Regions from separate parts of the Cyprinus carpio genome. Here region 2 is linked to region 1. A link is a contact called in public Hi-C data. All regions are on one chromosome and are shown on one strand. The core of a region is the stretch at or near the end of the contact, and the rest is flanking DNA. Distances in the headings are between cores, read along the strand shown. Region 1 holds the start of LOC109110367 (U6 snRNA-associated Sm-like protein LSm2). Region 2 overlaps LOC109089180 (lipoma-preferred partner homolog).

The links. A called contact is a pair of places that touch in the nucleus more often than the background predicts.
Region 2: a contact with region 1 is called in a Hi-C map of skeletal muscle, with 2.7 times the contacts expected there. The contact joins the enhancer-like site here to the promoter of LOC109110367 in region 1. A contact is called at or near these places in 3 of 8 Hi-C or Micro-C datasets (liver and skeletal muscle).

The regions. Positions count from the first base shown.
Region 1 is chrB6:15,619,626-15,622,325 of ASM1834038v1, forward strand. It overlaps LOC109110367 (U6 snRNA-associated Sm-like protein LSm2), which reads left to right and starts at 1,444. Exons shown (of 5, transcript XM_019123426.2): 1 at 1,444-1,587; 2 at 2,036-2,103; 3 at 2,206-2,236; 4 at 2,323-2,382; 5 at 2,599-2,700. The coding sequence starts at 1,585. LOC109110360 (phosphatidylinositol 3,4,5-trisphosphate 5-phosphatase 1-like) reads left to right here. Exons shown (of 28, transcript XM_042725853.1): 27 at 24-275; 28 at 462-851. The coding sequence ends at 514.
Region 2 is chrB6:15,771,177-15,773,876 of ASM1834038v1, forward strand. All of the region lies in intron 5 of LOC109089180 (lipoma-preferred partner homolog), which reads left to right. Among protein-coding and RNA genes, the nearest start is that of LOC109089180, 110 kb to the left of the region's middle. Within about 2 kb of position 1,260, at least 1 of the 8 cell types and tissues checked has an H3K27ac peak or open chromatin away from gene starts, as enhancers often do. A contact at or near this core is called in skeletal muscle, where this site is marked.

The DNA of each region.
Region 1 (2,700 bases), core at 194-2,693:
CTTCCGCTCTTTCACCTGTTCAGAAACCAAACCCCAGCCATCATCAGCCACAAACACCATGAGCAGTGGTCTGCAACCCCAGAACATCACCAAGAAGCCAGTGGTGCCATCTCGCTCTGAAGGGGGTATGACTGGGCCTAATAGACCTCCGGTGCCTATGAAGTCTCGCCCTGGTCAGCCACAAGAGCCTCAGCCAAAGCCCAGAGACTACAGAGACAGCTCTGAGCTTCCATCCAAGTTACGGCAACAAACCAGACAAGGCCAACCCAAAGATGGTATGACAACCACAGTACATTCCTTCTTTGTGGAAAACAGTAGATCAGTGGTCTCGAAACTCTTCTGTCAAGTGACAGCGAGCTGCAAGGGCTGTGTGTAAACAGCTCTATTGATTATAATGCTTTGAAATAATATATATTTTAAATACCTTTGCCTTCTCATTCAATTCCAATGTCTTTCCTTAGGGCATCATGAGACACAACAGCCACAAGTGAAGATGGGTCGGCCATTAAAATGATTTCCTACTGATGTGTCATGGCAGGAGAGCTGTCAGCGCTGGCGTGAGCTTCTTATCTGATACTTGAGACTCTGTAGTACTGGGCAAAAGACATAAGCTTCTTTATCTTTGAGTACTAAAATTGATAAATGTATAAACAATAGCAAGACAGAGATCTTGGATATTAATTTTAAAATGAATGTTTTACAGTTTGAATGTCACTGCATATAGTCATACATAGAGCAATCATTTCTATCAGCCTCAGTTTAAACATTTCATGTTGCTTAAAACATTTTTTATTAAAGAGAGAAGAGTGAACAGTTGTAATCGTATAATAAAACCAAGTGTTGTACAGTCATTGATTTTTTATTTGTTGGTCTGTTAAAAATTCACTTTAGTTTGATATCAGTCAGTTTTACCATAGGCCACCAATAGTTGTTTTTAGAAATCCAAGCAGTGTATCATTTTTCAAAATTACACATTTTCCATGTTTCCCTCTTTCCATCGTGTTTTACAGTATATGGCATTGCAGAGCTTATATTGTAAATAACAAGGAACAAGTAGCCTATACAGTCTTGCTTCTTCGATTCAAATTAGACCAATATATAGCATGTCACCTATATCACCAAATTAATAAATAGGGACTAGTGCTGAAGAAAAAAGAACTACATGACTATCTTGTAAGGCTGCTCTAAGAAGTTTATGCAACCATGGGCGAAAGTTACGAATAATTTTGCCCGCGCTTTTTTATTATTTGCCTCCATCTGCTGGTGAAAGGGTGAATTACCAGAGCTTCTGCTATAAGACAAAGGGATGTAAGTTTGCTAGTAAAGCCGTGTGGACACAGTGAAAGTTCATTTTCTGGCATCATTTAATTATTATTAAAAAACAAACAAACAAACAAAAAAATAGATAAATAGACTATTTCCTATTCCGTATTTGTGAAGCATTCCCGTGATGCGTACAGTTGACATTCCTCCACCAATGGGAGCGTTACATCTTCATTCGTCTAGCCAATAGAAGCACGAAGTGAAGAACCCGGCAGCTCTTTTTGATGACGTATGTGATCTGAAGCACAAAACCTCGTGAAAATGGTAAGCGTTATTGTTTAGCAATAACAAACAGTGGTTTCCGTTAAAAATGTTGCAGCGACTAAATAAACCTGTTTGTAATATTTAAAATGTATTATTGTTTACTGCACACCGCTGTTGGTGAGGAATTAGTAATGGCAGCAGCCTGCTAACGGCTAGCTAACTTGTCCAATCGCAGACTATTTGTATTGTTGTTCTTTTCATTAAATTTTAAATAGACACCGGGCATTTTTAGTAATTTAGAGACACTGCAAACTGCTTTTGGTGTGTACATTTAGAGACACTGCAAACTGCTTTTGGTGTGTACAATTGGCGAAAGGGCTTCGCACAGTGTATAACGTTGCACTGTACGTTATTTCACATCTTAGCACATTTTCATATCGTTTGATCAACTTTTGTTTTTGAATCAGGCCTTAATTTAAATGTAACATTCAAACATTTAATTCCTTAGCTTTTCTACTCGTTCTTTAAGTCCTTGGTTGGCAAAGATGTTGTGGTGGAGCTTAAGAATGACTTGAGGTAAGGACTTTCCTTTTAATATATCACATACTTTAAAAATCTAGTATGTGCCCTGTGTAATTTATGTGGTAACTCATTACATTCTTAATGTCAATGTTGCAGCATTTGTGGAACATTACACTCGGTTGATCAGGTATGACTGCACATTACGCTTTATTGAAATATAAGCAAATATTGAGTGAATTTCAGTTTAGAATTAAACGTGTTCTCCCTTCACAGTATCTGAACATCAAACTGACCGATATCAGTGTCACTGATCCAGAGAAATATCCACACATGGTGAGAACTTCTTTGTTATAGATAAGGAAGTGTGCATACCATTTAAACCCCGATCACTCTATAGATTGATAAAGAGAAGTAAAACTTAAATAGCAGAAAAGAACACTTGTCTGGTCTGTGCCTAGAACCTCAGCCACTTGAGTCTGTCATGTATGAAATGTCATATTGAGTCTGAACTGTCTATGTATGACTTTTTATTATTGTTGTTTTTTTTAATTGTCTGTGAAGAACTGCTTTATCCGTGGATCTGTAGTGCGATATGTTCAGCTTCCTGCGGATGAAGTGGACACACAGCTGCTGCAGGATGCTGCGCGCAAA
Region 2 (2,700 bases), core at 10-2,509, 150 kb after region 1:
TGATACAGTAAGCTGAGAAAAAATTAATGTTGCTCTCAGCAAAGTGATGCTGGTTTGGCAACAAGTACTGCAAACACGCACATACACACTGAGAAATATGTACGCTCACATTTAAAGCACACCAACAGCTACACACACTGACAGGCGCACATTTTTAAAGGTCATGCACCTGCACACTTTTGAAGTGGCAGGTAAGTTTTTCCCTAAATAAAATATAGTCTAAGTGCAGATCTTTGTAAAAGTACTTTGTGAGAGCTACAAGTAACAGAAAGGTGTCTGAAAGCTTTTGTCATATAGACTTGAAAAATTTATATAGAAAGAGAAAACACAGTGTTAGAGAGAAAACAGCCTGAGTAGTTTCTGGTATCGGGGTTAAATCTCAGGAACAGCCTCAGTTGCTCTGATATGTGCCTGCTCACTTGGCCATTTATGACAGTGTTTGTCCATCAGAGCGTGGAATATGTGTGAAAACCAACAATTATGTAAAGATTTAGGTGTGTTCCCAGTGTTACCAGACATAATAAGAGATAAAAAAAAAAAATATGTTATTGTAAAAATATTGATTTTAAATAGCATTAGAATTATATGAAACTTGAGGTGTCTTAAAACGATTGGCTTTTCCAAATTGCAATGATGAGTAATTTTTTTTTTTTACATTTATTTTCTATTTCTATTTCTGTTCTATATGTATTTCTATATGTAATAAATGAACTGTCATTATATGGGATTTTTTTTGAAGAAGAAGATGCTCGAATCTGATCAAATCAGTTAACTCCCCCACAACATTTTTATATTTAATTAGTGTTAGTATTTTTATTATTTATTGTAGTAGAGGGTATGTTAACTGTACTCAACTCACAATTTACAGTATTGAGAAAATTACATATCAATAATGAACAAATATACATAATTGCTGTAAATTAATGCTGATTATTTTGGTTTTGTTGCAAAAATTGACTAATGGAAATCCTGTCATCTCAATTCATATTCCAATTCATAAATTCAAAGTGACCCTGTTATTAAATTCAAAATTTGAACAAACACGCACTCATTAGCTACATCCCAGCTAATGTTGCTTCTGGCTGATTAACTTTACTTGACCTTTTTTATTCATCCAGCACATCCACCAGGCATTTATTTTCCCCTCTGTCTATATTATATGAATTATTTGTTAGAGTGACTCTGGCCTTGTTTACTGTGCCAGGTTTTATAGCTGAGGCCACTGGCACAGCTGCTCTCTCTGTAATCTTCCACTTGTACAAGCAGAGAGTATCAGCGTCCTCAGTTTACAGCGCTCCCAAATCACAGAGCATTCTCTCAAAAATCAATAGGAGTGCTCTTCCCCTCATCCCTGCTTTGAGCTTTAAGGAAAGGGACTTTATCCCAGTGTTTGTTGAAACCTGTAGTTAAAGGACCTGCTTTGTGATCTTTGTTGACTCCTGTGTGTGAAATGGCAGCTGAATTTGTTTTGCTGCTTTGACTCAACCTGATGCTTTCCAATCTATCACAGCAGTCTCTTTGCTTTAGTTGGTGCTCTGTGGGTGTAACAAGATGTAATGAAATGTGATCATTATATAAACCCCATTTGCTTCCATCATTCATCTCTCCAGCCATACACCTGTCCCTGTAAACAGACTCACTTACACAAACACACACACTGTGGGATCCATCCAAGAGGCAATTCTGAGTTTGGCATAGATTAGCATAGATGTTTTCCCCTTCGCACCCACAGTGTTGAATCAGAAGTAATCTTTATGGGAATATAATGAATTGATCTCTAGGGAAGACATCTCATTTTACGATAGCTATTTTTACAAGAGAAAAATACATTACATTATGGCTCTTCACCACATGAATAATATTAAATAATGAAGTTATATTGGAAAATGAATCAAGGCATGGAAAGAGTATGTTAATAGATCTAAAAAAAAACAGTCAACAGCATTACTATCTATCTATCTATCTATCTATCTATCTATCTATCTATCTATCTATCTATCTATCTATCTATCTATCTTAGGGATGCAGGGATTAGGATTTTTTGGCCGATACCAATTTTAACAAACAACTATTGGCTGATACCGATATTGGTCAATTGCATAAAGCAGGGCTTAAAAACGAGAGAGAGAGAACAAAATATTTGTTCACTCTGAGCAGAATCAGTATTGCGGTCTGCGTTCCTCTGTGAAACTGGTTTGAGTAGAAAACATACTGGTTAATAATGTTATTTTTTCAACTTTTCTTTGCCAATAATAATAATAATGATAATGATAACAATAATAAAGTGCAGAATTTAATTTACTCAAAACGAGTATGAATGATCTCTCTTACTAATAGCCAATACAGCATAATCTTTTCTAGATTAACCAAAGACCAGATGTGTTGAACAAAATAAAAACTGTCAACACAATAAAAACATTAAATATTTTTTTTTTTCAAGATATTTAAAGTTCAGTCAAGGAGTTTATCAGGGCAAAAAAATATAAAGTCTTAGATAGCCCAAGTTAATGTCCAGATTTAAATCCGATTGAACATTAATTTCACCAGCTGAAGAGGAGAATAAAGGAAGAAACTCCGCAAAACAAGCAACAGTTGGAATTGGCTGCATTAAAGGCTGGGAAACACATTTCAAAGCATAAGACCAAGAGTCGGGTGATGTCTGTGGGTCGCAGACTCACTGCTCTGATTGCACACAAGGGA